Linked DNA regions of Mus musculus: region 1 is linked to region 2. The links are chromatin contacts, called in public HiChIP or PLAC-seq maps. All regions are on one chromosome and are shown on one strand. The core of a region is the stretch at or near the end of the contact, and the rest is flanking DNA. Distances in the headings are between cores, read along the strand shown.

Region 1 (4,012 bases), core at 235-2,734, 290 kb before region 2:
TGCATGCATATAATGCACACAATCTCATGCACAAGAATAAACCTTGCAAAGAAGAAGGCATATCTGAGACCAACAGGGAAGCTTATAGGCAGACTGAGAATTACCTGACGTTAAAGAATTAGCTATAAGAATGTAGGATGCATTCCTTAGAAATCACCACTGTTAGAGATACACACAGATGCATACGGAAGTATTCATAGACGATACAAGAGATGTGGTTTACACTTGCTTCAAAATACTCCAGAGAATTCTAAAAGCAAATGACAAGGAGGTTTGGGAGAAGAGACAAGAGACAAAGCTGCAGTGCAGGTGTTGCACACACAAGGAGCCTGGGCGACTTCTGCTTTCACCTGTGCTTGTTACTTTCTCTATTGCTCGTGCACTGGGGCGTGATCTCACGTTCTTGCATGTGCTTGGCAAGTGTTCTACCATAAGCTATACAGACAGCTTACTTTTTACATTTTGAGATGGGACTCAGGTTGGTCTTGAATGTACATTGTACCGGATCCTTAGCATGGACTTGTGGGTCCTTCCAGCCTCAGACTCCTGATGTAGCTGGAATATAAGCTGGTACCACTAGGCCTTGCAGTGTTTTTTTATTTTAATTTTTGATTACATGCAATATTTGGAGGGGGCACACACGTAGAGGTCAGAGGAGAACTTTTGGGGTCAGTTCTGTCCTTTTACCATGTAGAGATCAAGTATAGGGGATTAGACTTAGTGGCAAAGAACCTTTTCATCTGCTGAGCCATCTTGCTGGCTCAATGCTCTTGTTTGTAAGGAGTCCTAGGTGCTCACAGTACGTCCACCACACAGAACTGCTTGCACCGTACTTAGCGAATAACCAATGGTGAGTGCGTAAAGGAGCACACACTTGGCCACAGTTCAACTCCTGCCCCTTGTCCTAGACCAGGGCCACTCCCACATCTGTATCACCTCCTGGGCCTGGGCGATTATGGGATCTTGCAGGTCCCTCTGAACTCTGTGTGATGAACCATTAGCCACATTCACTGTCTATGCTGAGTTTCGGACACTCAGTTGCTCATTAATTCTTTCATTAAACCATATAGTTTGTTCTTTCTATGGTCAGAGTGAATTTTTATCTCCAGCTTGTATATTTATGTTTCTCAGGAAGAGATCACAACTGCCACCACTAGGAATGTCACCTCTGGAGAAGTCCACTCACTCCTCAGAAGGGAGAGGTCATGTCTATTTGTGGGGCTTGACATTGACATTCTGCTCCTGATGTTGGGGCTTCCAGATTTGTCATGAAATTCTGAAGGAGTTTGAAAGTTGTCACACATACCTGGGGACATTACCAGTGGATTATCTGGAGCAGTGTCATAATGAAGCCATGGCTCAGTTCCGAGATTGAAGTCCTAGCTGTCACTGAATTTTACTGTGCCACAGTATGGTCTTTTGCTACACAGGGTAAAACTAGTAATGACTCATAGAAGGGTGCTAGGTGGATTAATAATCATGAGATAAACAAAGTACTGATCAGCGCATCTGGGGCACAGCATACCCAGAGTTTCTGTTATAGAGATGACTATTATTGTCAACAGCCACAGTTCTGCACCAAAGATTGCCTGTAAGTCATCAATGGTACCTTTTTAATGCTAACTATGCAAAAATCATTTCACTCAAGGAGATCAATACCATAAGTTATTGTGAATGTGGCTTTCTTTCTAAGCAGGAGGCCTACGTTGGTTACAACTTGTTAATTGGAAAGCAGCCTAGTACATTTTGGGGTCAAAAATGACTGAAACTTTTCAGGAACTCTGATCAGAAAAATTCACTTTCAAGATTACTTTACTCCACTAGTTACCATGAAGGAGAACTGTGCCACAGGTTCAAGGGGGCACAGAGAACACGAATCTACATTGACTGTAGGTCTGACTCACAGCCCCCTCCTCAAAAGACATCCCTTTGGTTCTCTAAAAAGGTGTTATTGAAGTCTAAGAATTCACAAGGGAATATTACCCAGGAAGGTTTGTGAATGAAATTTTCAACCTAGAGCCAGAAGTTGCAAATAGGCTTTTAGAAAGTGAACTCCAAAGAAGAAGGAAGTTTCAATTTGAGTCAAAGTAGTGATGGTGGTTGCTCGGGGCCAGAGCTCTGAGCTGGGAACCCGGGGAGGAAGGCATGTTGCATGTGTAGCTGAGAACTGCCTGTCTCCACCATTAGCTTCACACAAGTCCTGGGTTAAGACCAATCAAAATGTGTGAGTTAGTTAAAAGGCCCAGGAGTCCCATGATAACAAGGAGGCTTGTTTTCCCCTTCTGTTTTTCCACATATTTTAGCACTCTGAACAATAGAAGGAATAGACAGGTTTTATTTCTTGCTAATAATCAACTAGTTCCTGTTGCTCTCATAGTTATTAATATTACAAATGATTATATAAAACTAAGAATCTCTCACATGAGAAGTAAATATGCCAATCCTACATAAACATTGTGAAGTACAGCTCTGGTTTAAAACAATTTCTAATACATATCATTGTGGTTCCCACCCTCAGTCACTTTACCAAGTCTGATCTCTTCAAGTACATTCATTAATATACCTAAAAGTGGGATTTGGACCCAAAAAAGTAAGTCACTTTTGAGAAACATCACAGCTTGGGGGTTACTGAATTACCTGGCAGCCAACTTTTTTGTGCCTGCTAGATTATGCCATAGGGCACCCTGCTTCTGCAGCAAGGGCATACAGCACTGTGCTCAGGGCAGAGGCAGCTGAGAGGATGGCTTTACTCTTAGTGGTATTGACTGTGACCCCATCCAGGAACTCCCCTGGGCTGTACTAGGAAGCACGCAGCTGGACAAAAGCAGCCCAGATCGGGCCCTTGTAGCGATTACAGGCTTCTGGGCTTTACTTACACCTTCAAAAGCTCTCTTGATTTCTATATTATTGGCCTCATGTACAGAAAGGATTGTTCCAATAACTAGCAGAGTTAGTCTGAAGTTGTCAAGTTTCTCTGACTTCATAAATATTAAGTTCTGCTAGAGACTGAACCCTTTGAGAAACAATATTTATATCCTTAATATAAGCTTTGGAGCTACAAATGAGAAAAGAAAGAGATACACAGAAAAGACAGGTGATGAACGAGAGAGAGAGAGAGAGAGAGAGAGGAAGAAGGAGGAGGAGAGGGAAGAAGAAAGGAGAGGAGAGGAGAGGAGAGGAGAGGAGAGGAGAGGAGAGGAGAGGAGAGGAGAGAAGTTGGGAGGGGGAAGAGATCAGAACAAGATTCGTCATTCTTAGGACCCTATGAAGCCCACTACTCGCCTGACTCCTCCACGACAACTGCAGGGAAGTAGAGCTGCCCAAGTCTCATGAGAGGACACAACACAATGGTGCACAGAGGAAATCCTTCCTTTACAAACGAGAGTGTTATAGCAACTATAATGTGTTACAGTTAACATACCCTCGTATGACAGACACATGGGACAATTACTAGCACAAACAGTGTGTGTGGGGGGCAGAGCTGCTACATCCTACTAGCTTTAAGTCACTATTAATCTGAAGTAGTCTATGCCAATCCAAAGATGCACATGAAAATCTTGAGAACCAACTACTAAGAAAGTATCTAAGAAACAGCAACCACTAGAAAGAACCCCCGAACACATAGACCATCATGCCCCAGGCGCTGAGGCCTTCTGCAGACCTCCTTCCTTGTAGGTTTCTTCCTTGGCTTTTCAATGGCCTGCCCATTAAAGTCTTGGGTGAAATGTCACCTCCAGGAAGAGACCTCTCTATTATACTGAAGACTCGACTCTGCCATCACAGTTCTGGTCCCATCTGAAACATATGCACTCATATTTGCTTGGTAGCATTACTTTATTTTCTACATCACTGATATACATCAGGCGAATCAGAAAACACTGTGTTAGAGCAGCATACAGCTGTATTTCACCTTTGCCTGGTTCTATCAGCGAGGCTGGGGCTGGCACACGCTCTCTGCAAAGGGAGAAATGACAGCTTTTAGGCCATGTAGGCCATGCACCTCCTCCACTGC
Region 2 (4,241 bases), core at 1,355-3,854:
ATTTGGGAGTCAGAGACAGGTGGAATTCTGTTGAGTTTGAAGTTCTGGAACAGCCAGAACTACACACAGAGAGATCCTGTCTCTCAGAGAGAGAGAAAGAGAGTGCTTTGCTGAATGGATGTGCCATCCTGTCAAGGAGAGTGAGAGAAAGGGAGATGAGAACCAAGAGTAATACCACACATGTATGAGGGCTGACAAGATAGCAGAGAGGGGAAGGCACTCGTCACAAAGCCTGCCAGCCTGACTGAACATAGACAAGGAGAAATCCAACTCTTGAAGGTTGTCCTGTAACTTCCACATGCAGTGTGGCATGCTTGCACCCACAAATATACAGATGTGTGCACCCATACACGTACACAGATGGAACTTTTCACTTAAAATATATATATATGTATGACAGTATTACAACAAAATCCACTACTCTGTATGCTAACCAAATAATTAATAATAGAAAGTTCTATAATGTGCATTAATGGAGATCATTTATAAATATGTATAAGAACTGTCTGTGCACACATCAACCAATGACATAGAAGAAAAGGATGTCCTTGATACTTGATTCTTGGGACCTGCACTGCCGATACTCTTAATTCATTTAGCAGGCTATTCATGAGTATCCAAAAAGTAGTAAAAAGTCATTTTTGTTTCCTCTTTAAATTATCTACTCCTAGTTATTGACATATGATTCAAATCAGTAAGTTTTCTATATAAACATAGAAAATGGTCAATTTTACAAGACTTTAGTCAGCCAAACACTAATGTATATTAATCAAGTTCCATGCAAACATCTCACAGTCTTTATAACATCAACATTTTTAAGACAATGCAAAATACAAGAAACCATGCTTTCAGGCTTAAGGCTAAACCTACTTAACTCAATATGGGCTGAAAAAAGTAGTGAGTTTGCCATTTCTGTTTTTCAGCCACCTAAAAAGAACCAAGTAGATGAATTCAGGGTTCCTTCCCTGAAAGTGCGTCAGCTTCCTTTACCCTGACTATTAATTCACCATTTGGCATGTTCCCTACATAGCTTCCTGTTTTCCTGATAATGACGTTTGTGCTGCACCAACAACACGGAACATCCGTTAAGACGGAAGCCTTCAGCTTTGGCAACCTCAAGTAACAGGTGACAGTGAAATAGAATAGGCTCAAGACCAATAATTGCCTTGTAAATAACTTGAGTCACATGATGCATGAGTAATTGATATTCACCACATATTCACTTTATAGAATGAAAGGGTTTTTTTTTTTTTCTGCATTAAAGCGGGCATCAACAACTTTACTCAAACTAAATTGGTTTCCAAATGGTCAAGTCATCCAGACTGACTGACATCTTAACATCTACCTAAATTATCTGCAAAATGCAAAGGCAATCAAACCATTGGACTCAGGCCTTTAATGCAATTACTGCCCATACAGCCAATTAAATCAAACCAAGCAAGGCGAAGTATTACTCCCCTTCAAAGGAAATACATCGATTATAACAAAAGAAAGCAGCAAGATTATTGTATAGCAATCTTTTACACTGTTCTCCAGGGAGATGGGACGATCTGCTTGAAAACATGATTTTGATATATCACATGTATCTCTCTGTATCACTAAAATCTAAAAACTATTTCTAGAATCTACTAGAAAATGATGTGTTTAATTCCTAGAATAGAATACCAAATAACCATTACCAAAATAGTTGAATCATCCAAGAATGTTTTTTTAAAAATCACAAAATTAAAATAGTCAAGAAAACATATTATCAGTTCACGTGGCTTCAACTGTTATTCCCAACTTCTATGTAGTATATCCATTAATAAAAGATAGATTTCAATTCTACCTTAGAATATTGGTTAGTATTCCTCTGACAAATTTAATTTAAATTACAATGTGATTCTAGTAGGAATTTTGGGCTCAAATACTACTCTTAATCTATAACAAGGGAGTACATGGTGGCACAGACCTTTAATCCTAGCACTCAGAAGCAGAGGAGGTTGGATCTCTGTCTCTGTAAATTCAAGGCCAGCCTGATATACATATTGAGTTCCAGGACAGCCCGGACTGTCTCAAAAACAAAAGCAAACAAACAAAAAAGATAACAAGAAAGAGTGTAGTGGGTGGTTCTATGGGTTTTATGTCAACTTGACACGACCTCTGAGTCTACAGAGAGAAAGGAGCGTCCCTTGAGGAAATGCCTCCGTAAGATCCAGCTGTAGGCATTTTCTCAATTACTGATTGATGAGGAGAACCCAGTACATTATGCCATCCCTCTGCTGTTGGTCCTGAGCTCTATAAGAAAGCAGGCTGAGCAAGCCATGGTAAACAAGTCAGAATGCTGCACCCTTCCATGGCCTCTGATCAGCTCCTACCTCCAGGTTCCTGCCCTGTTTGAGTTCCTGTCCTGACTTCCTCTGGTGATGAAACAACAACCTGGAAGTGTAAGCTGAATAAACCCTTTCCTCCCCAACCTGCTGTTTGGCCATGGAGTTTCTTTGAAGCAAGAGAAACCTAAACTAAGACAAAGGAAAAGTCCTTTAGTGTCTCCAGAAAGATGCTAAGCTCCCTGACTGCTAGTCCTCTTTACTGTGTCAGGGACTTCACTGCTAGCATGGTAAGAGGAAGGTGAGTAACCAATGACAGAGCAGGTGATAAAATCAGATACCCACAATTGTCAAAAGTCTCTGTAAACCACAAATGAAAGGAAGAACTTCATATCATAAAGAGGCCCCTACAAAAAGACAAATCTACACTAGCCTCAAACTTAATAGCAAACTACTCGCCTCCTCTGAGAAGGAGACACAGACGTCTGCCCTCCATAATGTCATTCTCCATTGTACGAGGGAGACAGAAAGACATGGGGGAAAGAGAGGCCAAAGGCTGGAAAAGAAAAGTCACACTTTATTGTTTGGAGATAATATCTGCATGTAAAATGCTTTTAGGTCTTCAGGTGCACTCCTGGAGTTAACATACAAGCTGAGCAAAGTTGAGTGGCAAAGACCTAGGGGAAAAAAATCAACGATATTTATTTACACCATCAATAATCATGAATCAAACTTCTACGAAGATCCCACTAAAAATAGTAGCACATAGGGTAAAATGTCCACCTAGTGTGTGCAGTGGCGTGGGGTTAATCCCCAGCACAGCACAAAAGTAAATAAATATAAAACGATCAAGTATAGATTTATTTATCACAAAAGGTGTGTAAGATCTTTATTCAGAAACCTATTACTGTATAAAAAGGAGAATAAGACAGAGGAATCATGTTTATAGTAAAAGACTCAATGAGAGAAAATGTCAGGAGCATTCTTTAAATAGTCCCAAATGGAACAATTTAAACGCAATTCCAAACACAATACAAGATGTCTATTGGCTAAAGGATAGATAAATAAGTTAAGAAATAATGAAAAAAATTATATAGCTATAAAAAACATTACTTTCACTGAATAAAAGAATGTATACTATATGGTTCTATTATGTAAAAGTCAAAATCATAAAAAGTAACATCTGTGTGCTGACTGACAAAAGTATTTATGATGAAAACCAAAATGGTTTAACTATGGGAAAGAATAAAAGGCAAGTGGGAAGGAACGCACAGAAGACTTCTAGGATGCTGACACTGTGTGCGGGGAGGGGTATGGGGGGGTGGTTATGTTATGTGTGGTGTGTTTTTTACTGATGGTTCTTAAATGCTTTAGCTTCCCTTGCAGTCCACTACCCACTAGAGATCGTGGAGAAAAAAGGATATAGGGTGGGAGTGGGAAGGGAAGGGGAAGCAGACCTTTTTAGAAAAGTTCTTTGGAGCAACTCCCATCTGTGTTGTCTGGAAATTGGCAGTTCAGTTCAGGTCAGCAGGCAGCAGCAGCTTGATCCACTAGCAAACACTTCACACATACACCAGACGTCCATTTTGGTAGTGTCAGGATAGCAAACACAAATCAGCAGCAATGACAATACCTAGCAGCGACAGTCATGCCTCAGCCTCAGCTTGAGTCAGCACAAGGGACCTGGAGGGGCGCCAGAAGTTCTGGGCTGTGCCTCTCTCAGGGAAACAGGGAAGACACAAGACTCGCAGGTGTTGTACAGCTAGCTCTATAAGCCAGTCAAGCTCAGCCTCCATCACTGTCTGCAGACGGGTCTTTCCTCAGCATATGCATCTGTCTCAGCTGACATCATTCTGCCAATCAGCCCAAGTCCACGGAACACACCACCAGAAGTTTTTTTATTCATTTCTCTCTTTGGAGTCCCCACAAATG

What was found. HiChIP or PLAC-seq counts read pairs in DNA pulled down with a chosen protein or histone mark.
Region 1: a contact with region 2 is called in a CTCF HiChIP or PLAC-seq map of CD8 T cells, with 5 read pairs. The contact joins two enhancer-like sites. A contact is called at or near these places in 5 of 39 promoter capture datasets (cranial neural crest, frontonasal cranial neural crest, maxillary cranial neural crest and 2 more), 1 of 15 datasets of contacts at CTCF or cohesin (CD8 T cells), 2 of 484 Hi-C or Micro-C datasets (Sertoli cells and neural progenitor cells) and 10 of 115 datasets of contacts at active chromatin or transcription factors (CD4 single positive thymocytes, CD8 T cells, T-cell acute lymphoblastic leukemia and 6 more).

The regions. Positions count from the first base shown.
Region 1 is chr5:32,011,348-32,015,359 of GRCm38.p6, reverse strand. The region is part of intron 10 of Babam2 (BRISC and BRCA1 A complex member 2); the gene reads right to left. Among named protein-coding and RNA genes, the nearest start is that of Gm52770, 14 kb to the right of the region's middle. Within about 2 kb of position 1,484, at least 7 of the 459 cell types and tissues checked have an H3K27ac peak or open chromatin away from gene starts, as enhancers often do. A contact at or near this core is called in CD8 T cells, where this site is marked.
Region 2 is chr5:31,724,469-31,728,709 of GRCm38.p6, reverse strand. The region is part of intron 2 of Babam2 (BRISC and BRCA1 A complex member 2); the gene reads right to left. Among named protein-coding and RNA genes, the nearest start is that of Babam2, 29 kb to the right of the region's middle. Within about 2 kb of position 2,604, at least 49 of the 459 cell types and tissues checked have an H3K27ac peak or open chromatin away from gene starts, as enhancers often do. A contact at or near this core is called in CD8 T cells, where this site is marked.